Linked DNA regions of Mus musculus: region 1 is linked to region 2. A link is a contact called in public promoter capture Hi-C data. All regions are on one chromosome and are shown on one strand. The core of a region is the stretch at or near the end of the contact, and the rest is flanking DNA. Distances in the headings are between cores, read along the strand shown. Region 1 holds the start of Otud6a (OTU domain containing 6A). Region 2 holds the start of Eda (ectodysplasin-A).

The links. Promoter capture Hi-C pulls out the DNA fragments that hold promoters and counts their contacts.
Region 1: a promoter capture Hi-C map of liver shows a contact between it and region 2, with 6 times the contacts expected there. The contact joins the promoter of Otud6a here to the promoter of Eda in region 2. A contact is called at or near these places in 6 of 39 promoter capture datasets (the 3T3-L1 cell line, hippocampal neurons, liver and 1 more) and 2 of 115 datasets of contacts at active chromatin or transcription factors (fibro-adipogenic progenitors and stem cell-derived neural progenitor cells).

What each region holds. Positions count from the first base shown.
Region 1 is chrX:100,425,169-100,430,233 of GRCm38.p6, reverse strand. Otud6a (OTU domain containing 6A) reads right to left here and starts at 1,326. Exons shown (of 1, transcript NM_001163191.2): 1 at 349-1,326. The coding sequence starts at 1,221. The coding sequence ends at 349. It also overlaps a transcript of Awat2 not described here.
Region 2 is chrX:99,971,822-99,976,972 of GRCm38.p6, reverse strand. It overlaps Eda (ectodysplasin-A), which reads right to left and starts at 1,367. Exons shown (of 8, transcript NM_001177937.1): 1 at 797-1,367. The coding sequence starts at 1,192.

The DNA of each region.
Region 1 (5,065 bases), core at 77-2,576, 450 kb before region 2:
CTGCCACATGAAAGGAGCCACACCAAAAAAAAAAAAAAAAAAAAATCTGAGAGGGGGGGAAAAACGAACAAAAAATACCCAACGCCTCCCAAACCAAAACAACCTAACAACCCCCGCCCCAAACACACAAACAAAAAAGAGGCAGGACACAGACATTAAACAAATCTTGAAAAACAAACATAAATGCAAACCAGCAAAGGAAAAGCAACTGCTCTTACTAAGAGACGCCGTAGCAGTTTCAGTTCTCCCAGCAGCCGGAGCTGCTTCTATTCTTCCAGAGGAACCGCGGCCGGAGAGGTGACAAAGATGGCGCCTAGGGCAGAGTTCCTTCGCGTCTGCTGGAAAGTTCTAGAAGAGGCGCGGTGCCATTCCTCCAAATGCTCCAGCAACCTCAATGGGCTTCACCGAATTGTAGTGCTCTCCGAAGTCGCAGGCGTAGTGCAGATAGACCAGCGTGACCGGCTTCCTGGTGTACTCCTCCCCGATGACAATGGTGGGTGAGTTGGCCTGTACCACCTCGATGGGGGTCTGCAGGACATGCGACAGGGCTCTCAGCTCCAGCTGACCTCCCCACGAAGCATTGTGCACAATGTCATCACAGTACCTCAGGAAGTCCTCTCGGGTGTAGAAGTTGCCGGCCTCGGGCTCGGTGAAGAAAGGTAAGAAGTCATCAATATGTTTCCGCATGTAGTAGGCAGTGCGGTAGCGAAGGCTCTCGATTGTCACGGAGAACACCAGCTGATCCTGGATGGCACGATACATGCAGTGGCCGTCAGCTGGGATGGTCTTCATCTCCAAATTTTTAGCCCCTAGAATGGCAGCGACCTTTTCCTCCTCCTCACGACGGTTGGCAGCCAGTTGTTCGGCCTGGGCCGCAGGCATCCTCTCCTGGTGCCGTCTCTCCTGGTGAGCTCTTCGGTCGCGCCGTTTCTGGGCCTTGGGTGGGCGTGGAGGCATATTCTCGAGATTCATCTTTTCGAGGTCGGCTGTAACCGAATCCACACTGCTGTCAGGATTTTCTCCAAATTTCTCCAGCTCCTGCTTGTGCCTCTGCTCCATCTCGGCCTCGAGGCGGGAGATGTCCGCGAGCATCTGCTTCCGTCTGCCCTTGTCGTTCTTTGGGACGGAAGCTTTCAAAGTCTGGATGTGTGCTTGTAGCTCCCTTTTTTCGCGATAGTGGCGACGGATCACCCGTTGGAGTTCCTGCTCGGTGTCAGACATCTTACCAGTGGAAAATGGGAGTTCAAGTCTGGAGGAAACAGGAACAGTTCAAATCGCCAGTCAGGCAGCACAACCTCTCCGAGCGGTAGCTGTGGCAGTCTGCTTGCCTCAGACGTTGGTGGCCCCGAATTTTATTCCCAGCCTTCTCTGGTATTGGCTACTGCCCTCTCGGGGCTACGCCCCCAGACACTCCTACCTTTGTGACTGGCGGTTGAGAACCCCTGTCTATGTCCCCGTTGGGTCCCCGTAGCATGTAATGGCGCCAGTTTTTAACTTCAAAAGTCGCTCCTAGGAGTCCGCTTTTCTACAAAGCGTGCCGTAATGGGCTCGTAGAACTGTTCACTCTTTCTGCCCACTTTGTTCCCAAGTTTGGACAGAAAGCAGGCATAGCCCATGTTTGGTACCCACATGGTAAATATTATCAGCCGACTATGTTCTGACCCTGAAGTGTCCAGGAGCAGAATGACTTTCTCTAATTTTTCAGGTCTCTTGACCACTGAACTTCTAATCTTTGTGTATCAGAACAAAAGTATTTCCTTACATTCCTGGGAACACACAGTCTTTTAAATTTGTTTCAAAACCAACGAGTCCCACCTCAGTGTAAGGTGGCAACAAGCGGTTCTCTTCGCTTATACCGACAGAAATCACGCACACACCCCTTCTGGGCCCCCAGCTCCCTAAATGGGCCCTCTACATTATTCTTGGCTGTTTTTAAAAAGTTTGTTTCAGAAGATTCTTGCAAAATTTCTGAAAAAAAAAATCAAATTCAAATTCAAAATAGCGGTTTTATTGTGCGCTAGTCTGTCGCTTTGCCTTTAGTTCCCAAACTGGCCTTTAGATACTGCTCCATTCCCCACTTGGGAACCACATTCAGCAACACAAGACTATTATAACCTTAGCACTTGTGGGGTGGAGGCAGGAGAATTAAAAATTTCAAGCTTATTCTGGGAGATAGAGCAAGTTGCAGGCCAGCCTGGATTATATTGAGACCCTGTCTCAGAAAAAAACAAAATAAAACTAAACAAAAAAACCCATACTTGACAAACACTACCACTGAAGTCTATTCTTCACCTGATGTTAAGGCTTTTGTGTGAACACAAGCCCTCATTTCTCTGGACAGAATGCCCAGGAATGAAATTGCTGTGCTGTATTCTAAGTGCATATAGATATTTTTAAGATATTATTTTTCAGAAAGGCTGAAATTACCAGTATCTGGTATTTCCATTAAAAAAAAAAAGACTACACTAGATAAGTGCTATTATGGCTTTAATGTTCTCCTGTGTAACTGTTTTTAGTACTGTAGATGAAACAAACCCCAGGGCCTTGTATGCACTAGGAATTTACTGTACCTTGATGGTCATCTTTAAATTTTTTAATTTATTATTATTGCTATTATTACTATTACTATTATTGGTACTTGTGGTGGTAGTGGTGGTGGCAGTGGTGTGTGTGTGTGTGTGTGTGTGTGTAAGATATTTGTGTATGAACTTGCATGTCCTGCTGTGCATGTGTTGAAGTCAGAGAACAAATTTGTGGAGCTGTTTTCCCTTTTACAGTGGGTTCTGGGGATTAGATTCAGGTCATGTCAGGTTTATGAGGCAAGCATTGTTAACCATTGAGACATCTTGCCTGATGTTCATCTTGTAATGGCCTCATTTTCAGCTATAAAATATATTTCTTAATAAAATGTTTATATAATTTGCATACTTTCTAAATGGGTCACTTTTTTCTGTCAGTTTTCAGAGTTCTTTTATATTCTAAAACTAGCTCTTTGTCAGATGTATAGTTTGCAAATATTTCCTCCCAGTCTACAGCTTGCCTTTTCATCTTAGCAGGACCAGTCTCAAAGCAAAAACATTTAATTTTAAGGCTAGTTTTATATCTGAGTGGTAGACCTCCCTTCCCTAGCATGTGTGAGGACATGTTTTGGATTACTAGTGCCACAAAAGGATTTTAATTATAACTAATTTTTCAGATGGGGGCTATGTAGCCCAGGCTAGCCTCAAAATTACAATCCCCTGCATTATGATGGCAAGTGCTGGGTTGCAGATGTAAGCCATCATGCTTGGCAACATTTTTATTTTGGATTAAGCATAACTACCCAGCTGTGGTTACATGAAGTTTGGTTTTTTTGTTGTTGTTTTGTTTTTGTTTGTTTGTTTGTTTTTGGATTAAGTATAACTAGCCAGTGGTGGTTTCATGAGTTTAAAGAACTCTTTGTCTAATCCTAAATCTCAAAGGTTATGTCCCCCCTCCTTTTTTTTGAAGGGGACAAGCTTTATTCAGACAAGAGTCTTTTCATATGGGCTTTCCTTCCTTTATGACCTGTAAAAATCTAAAGAAGAAAAAGATTCATCAGTTTTCTGCAGATACCACCGGAACATACTAATATATCAAGTTCTCTTTTAAAATTATATAAAAACAAAAGCCACTACTCATGCTGATTAGCCCACATCACCTACCAAACAATAGCATGGGATCACTCATATATATATATATATATATATATATATATATATATATATATATATATATATGTGTGTGTGTGTGTGTGTGTGTGTGTGTGTGTGTGTGTGTGTGTGTGTGTGTGTGTGCATAATAATCAGAAGGTAAGAATTGGCAGTCAATTCTCTCCTTCTACCATGTGGGTCCAGATTATCAGACTTGCTGAAGGTTTCTTCACCCACTGAGACATTTTGACAGTTCTCCAAATTTTACTATATGTAACCCCTACTTATCTAGTTTTTATTCTCTCTCTCTCTCTCTCTCTCTCTTTCTCTCTGTGTGTGTGTGTGTGTGTGTGTCTATGTGCATGTGTGATAACCAAGAAATCACTACAAAGGACAAAGTCATACTTTTTTATTTTCTTCTAGAATTTTTTAAAAGTTAAAGGTCTTATATTAAATCTTTATTTTGTCTTGATTTGCTCTTTGGTTTGGGGATAAGATGATGGGTAAATTATTTGTTTTGCCCATGGGTATTCAGTTCTCCTAGCATGTGCTTCATTTCATGTCTTCCCCCTATTGTGTACTTTTGGTACCCTTGTGGAGTGTTAGTTGACCCTATGTGTGGAGACTTACTACTGGCCTTTATAACTAACAAACCCCAAAAGTCATTTTACAGAATGGGGAAAGTATTTGTAAAGTATTTATCTGTTGAAAAATCAGAATCTGAGACTGCAGGTTTAGCTGAGTGATAAGTTATTTTGTTTAAAATTCACAAGGCTTTGTGTTTGATCCTCAACACTGTGCATACACACATGCACACATATGCACAGAAAGACACTATCTATCTGTCTGTCTGTCTGTCTATCTATCTATTTATCTATCTGGTATTTTTTTTTTTCTGTAACACATTGACAACAAAAGTCCTGACTTTTTTTTAGTGTGCAAAGAACCAAAAGAGATTTTTCCCCCAAAGGTGGAACACAAATAACAAAAGGGCCATGAAAAATGCTCCATAGTACTAATTGTGTAGGAACCACAATTTAAATCTCACTGCAGTACCATAGCACACCTACTAAGATGACTATTATCAACAAGGGAAATGATGACAAATGCGGAGGACATAAAGAAAGCAGAGCTTGTACAGATCATTGGTAAGAATGCAAATTGATACAGCCAGTTCAGGGAACAGACAGAGGTTCTTCAGTGGAAAAAGCCAAGGGAACTGAAGTCACTCAGCCATTCTGTTTGAGCACAAGTATAGATAGTGTTTGAACACCTGCACACTGTGCATTTAACCACTAACATTCTCCAAAACACTCTGAGATAGGTAAAGTTGTCTTTGTATTTAACTAAAAGACTTACAGCTTCAGGGTTTAAAGTTCCATCATGATATGTTT
Region 2 (5,151 bases), core at 118-2,617:
AAACAAAAATCCAACTTCCTGTTCCAAAGGCAGCAATAATGAAAACTCTTCACACCCACTGCACCCAACTCCATCTACAAGAGTGTCAGAACCGGCATGCAAAGGGTGAGTTTTATTTCCATAGATTTTTTAAATTGCTGTTCAGAAGTTGTCTAGCAAGACGGCATATTTCTACCAGAATTCCTCAGGGGCGCTGATCCTAACTAGAACGCAGAAGAGAATCCGTCTCAAGTTGCAGGTAAGTGTGAAAAAAGCTCAGGTCCTGGTCAGCGCACAAGAATCCAGCGCTGAAAGTATGGTTAAAAGTTGTTTCAACGGGCGTGGAACAGTTAGTACAGCTGTTTACAGCTCCAACTCCAAAGAGGAGCCTGCTAGTGCTGGCATCAGCTCGGGACACGAAGAAACAAGCACCACGGGCAGAGAAACTCACCAGGGGGCACGAGGGGCCAAGCTGCTCGCCGTTAGACGGCCACGGGGGCGGCGCAGGCACCTCCGCGCCCGGATGGGTGCAAGGCAGGCCAACTTTTCGCTAAGCAGCCCACACCTCCCCGGGGGCGGCGCGTGCAGGCTGGGCTTTCCAACTCCACGGGACCGGAGAGGGTCTGGATGAGCCAAGGCAGGAACCGAGAACAACCTGACCTGGACAACCTCTCCCCAGCACTCCGGCCCACTCCCAGCTCCTGCCCTGGAACTTGGCTCTGAGTGGCAGAGTCCCCTGAGCCCTGAGGCCCAGGCCCCCGCCCAACCGAGCAGGGGAGGGGGCCTCCAAGGCCGCCGCCCCTCCTAGGTGACTCACCTGGTGCCGGTCCTGGGAGTCAGGGGGGAGTGGATCTTCTCCCGGTTCCAAAGGCTGCTGTTGAAAGGACGGCTGCCCCAGGTGGCGGGTGATGGGACCCACCGGGTCGAGGCTCCCAGGGCTGCTTAGGGTGCCAGAGGTGCCAGGAGCACCCGGGCCACCGAGGCGGGACTCGGTTCCCCGTTCCCGCCGCAATTCGGACCGCAACTCTAGGTAGCAGCACAGCGTCAGCAGGTGGAGGGCCAGCGAGAGGCCAAAGAAACCCAGGAAGAGCCGGCAGCTGTTCCCTTCGCCCGCCCGAGCAGGGGCCCCGCGACAGCCGCAGCCCTGGCTGCCCCGCTCCCTTGGCGCTGCCGCAGGCAGGGGTTCCCTGCGCTCTACCTCTGGGTAGCCCATGGCCTCCAGAGACAACCACTATCTGAGGCCCGGGAGCCTCTGCCTCTGCCTCAGTCCTTCACGACCCCTGACAGGCGACTACTGTCCTGCCATCGGCTGGGGGCTGCAGGGACCCGTTCCTGAGCGACGGTGGCTGGGCGGGACAGAACAGGGAGCAGCCGCATGTGCAGCTCCACTCCGAGGGGTGGGAAAGGGAGGAGGAGGGGCGGGCGAGAGGGGCGGCGCGGCCAGAGAGGGAATGAGGGAGGAGGTCCTCACCTACCCCGCCCCATGCCTCAAGGGGCGGCCGGGACGCCCAACCACGGGCCCGCCAGGCCTGGCTGCCCCGCCCCCTGCCGTTCCACTCGGGCCTCCAGCCGTGGGGCGGGGCCTGGGGGCGTGGGGGTTCACCTCTGCCTGGCAGCCCCACCCAGCTCTTCCCGCTTGCCCCGTTGCAGTTGGTGAGGGCGGCTGTCGTTCATCTCTAGACTCCACCCCGGTTTAACCCTTCAGCGCCGCTATGGGGGAGGGCAGGAGGGGGAGGCTGAGAAGAATTTGGGAACCTTGGAAAGAACGTGGAGAAAAGAAAAGGAGGCAGAAACTAGCATTAATAGAAATGTTTGCAATTAACTGCAGTTGCTAATAACATCATCCAGTACTTATCTGTTGCTTTCAATCTTCAAAGCGTTTAACAGACGTTAAACTAATTAAAACAGTTCAGGGTTTGGAATGAAACCATGCCTGCTGTGTTTGCAATTCAATGGCTCGCCAGAAGAAAAGGAGACCTAGGAGCCTGGGAGCCAAACAGACTGGGAACAGGGCAACCTCACTCCTAAAATGAGTCTTGGGGCACAGTCTGAGGGCATAGAGAGGGTGCCTAGTGCCAAGTAAAACTGAAGTGATGCTGTCCGTTGAAGGCTAAAACCGTTTCCTAGGATTTCTTGATATAGTAATTCATTCAACAGATATGCATTGATCCCTTTCACAGTGCAGAAAGTACCGTGTGAGAGAACCCTCAGGCAAAAGTTTATCTTTTTCCAGAGCTGCACAAGTTTTGGAAGAACTTGAGCCTTCGAGGAGCAGGTGGGGAAACTGAGGGTCATGATGAGGTGAATTTTTACAGGGGTGGTCCACAGCATGGCCAGACACTATTGGCATCTGTATTCGCAGGCAACTGTTCTGGCCTCTCCACCCTTCCCATGCTTCCCCTGGAGTACTCCCTGGGGTAAGTTCAACAAGTCAGCCAAATGTTCCAGATGTACACTGCTGCAACGGCAGCATCTTCAACAGCTGCACCAATCAGAAACAGGGTCAGAGGGGGGAAAATGGCAAATGTCAGAACAATAGACCTGGAAATGAAGGATGGAAAAGATTAGTTGTCAAGAGTCACAATTGACAAGTGTTAGTAGTCTCAAATTTTAGAGAACTAAATAACTGTAGCAGAGCAAGCAGCCACTTTTTTTTTTACCCAGTAGGTACACTCATTTCCATGTAATTGAGAAATGAATAATTAGCAATTTTATTAACTTGAAGCAAGCGTAGTAAAAGCCACTGAGGAGGCTCAGTGGTGCGCCGGAGCACTTAAGGCTAGGCCTAAGACCTATGCTCATAAGGGAGAAGAAAAACACATAAGAGTGTAGAAAGGAGACAAAAGAGAAACAAAACCAAAAGCATATGGTGGGGAGGTCAGTGCACAGAGCACAGGGGTCATAAGCTTTAAATATATCAGCCACAGACAGGCTTTCTTTCATAGCCTAGTGCATGGCCTCAGTGCTTCAGAATAAACATCTTTTTGTCCTCTTTTTAACCTTTACGAATGAAACTGGACGTTTGCACAGGATCTCATCATCACACAGATAAGGGGGAAAAGAAAAGCTTGCAACAGCGGCTCTCAAGAACTACTTGTCCAGACCAGGAATTCTAGATGCTAGGAAAACCGCCAAGCTGATTTACCTTAATTATCACAGCCAGGATTATTGGAAAGAATGCTAGACCAGAAGTCAGGAGGCGTCACCCTAGCACTAGTTTGTTGGGTCACTGTGAGCAGAGGGAGTGGGGGAAACACTAGCTTGGTTTCTCCAACTAGAAGATGAAGGGTTTAAACTGTAACAGCTATTACATTGTTCCTTATCAGCCTCATCACTGGCTGTGTTGACTTTACTGCTCACACAATTTAAAGAGGCTATCTTTCCTTCCTCTAAAATGAGAGGGAAATAAATGACATCCATCTCCTGGTGATGGTGGGAGTGGTCGTGAATGGTGATGATGGAGGGGTCTTACTGGTTCCTGCTTCCCATGGTCTACCAACTTTTTTTTTTAATTTATCACTGTGTGTGTGAGAGAGAGAGGTGGGGGGAGGGCATCACATGCCACTGAGCACAGGAGGAGGTCAGAGGACAACTTTGTGGAATTTGTTTTCACTTTCCACCTTTGCATAAGTTCCCAGGATCAAAGTCAGGTCATCAGATTTGTGACTGTAGAGCAGCAAAGGCCTTCATCTGATGCGCCATCCTACCATGGCCCTTTCTCTAATAACTGGACCAAGAAAGACTCCCTTTGCACCATTGCCTCTAGAAGCCTTCAGAACTGCATTTGACCTAGCACATCATTTTGATTCCCAAGAGACAGAAAATAAGACTTCATGTACATTAGAAATATCACAGGGAGCCAGGGGCTGAGAGAAATGCATGTGGTTATAATAATTATCATTATATTAATGAAGTGCTGTGTATTGAATCTAAAAGTTTCACATTCAGTAGGCAGGCATTCTAACACTGAGCTACAACCTCAGGCCATGAGTTCCCTTTTTATTAATATGTTGTATGTGTTTTGATGCATTGCTTCAGCTTGCCTCTCTGTTTCCACAGAGCCCTGTCCCCTACAGCATAAGTCTTAAAACGATAAACCTATGGGCCACAGTCAGCAAACAGATGTGTTGTGTTTGGTGTACTATGGGCTAAAACTTGGAACTGAAAAGAAAATTCAGTTGCAGCATTTAAAAATCTGGAGGTTTCACATTTTTAGAATGCTGCTTTCCTACTTTTCTAAATATGAAAACAAACAAACAAACAAACAAACAAACAAATCACAAGGCCTGTTAACATTAGATCCACATTCCCATATGGCTACACCCAGCTAAAACTACCCCTTTGTGTTAAACAGAAAAATAAAGTTCTATATCACCTTTCTACCCCCTGGACTCTGGTTTTCAATTCTGCCCTTGTCAGACTCTTGACTTGCTTACATGGGCTCCTTGGCCAGGATATAATCTGATATTCCATCATTATTATTTGCTAACCTGCAAAGAAGACATACTACCACATTGCTAAATTCACTCTCTTCACATACCTCTGCACATTAGCCCAAGCTAGTATTTTTAACCAGAAGTATCCCCCACCTCCTCGAAGCTTGATAAATCAAGAATCGGGGTACATATTCATTCCCTTTACTGGCATAGAGATCAGAGGGGTAACTATGGTGCACTTAGTGATTGCAGGTAGCTGGGGGAATTACGAGCTTTTGGAGATAGATTCTCATCTTAGATTATTTACATTTCAGTTATTTGATTTAATACAAGTGATTGTTGTTTGTCTTAGACCACCTCAGTTTTCTCGTGTGGAAAATAGAGATGACATTATATACTTTTAGAAGAGATGCTTTGTAAGATAGCTGTGCTTAAGTGGGATGTGTGGAAGAGGGAAGAGTTTTGCTCTACTCTCTCAGGGCTTTCGGTAATTGAGCCTATTAAATAAACTGACAGCAGGCAGATTAGTGAGAGAAAATGAATGCAAAATGTATGATGTACAAAAAGGCATCCACATGAAAGAAAATGAATGTCAAATATGCAATGAGATTTAGAAATTTATCTATCCTCATAAGGGAGAGGGAGGCAAATGTAGTCAACTAAGGAGATTTGGAGGGGGTGGTGGTGGTGTTTTTTTGGTTTTTGTTTTGTTTTGTTTAGAAAAGTGAGTAGGTCC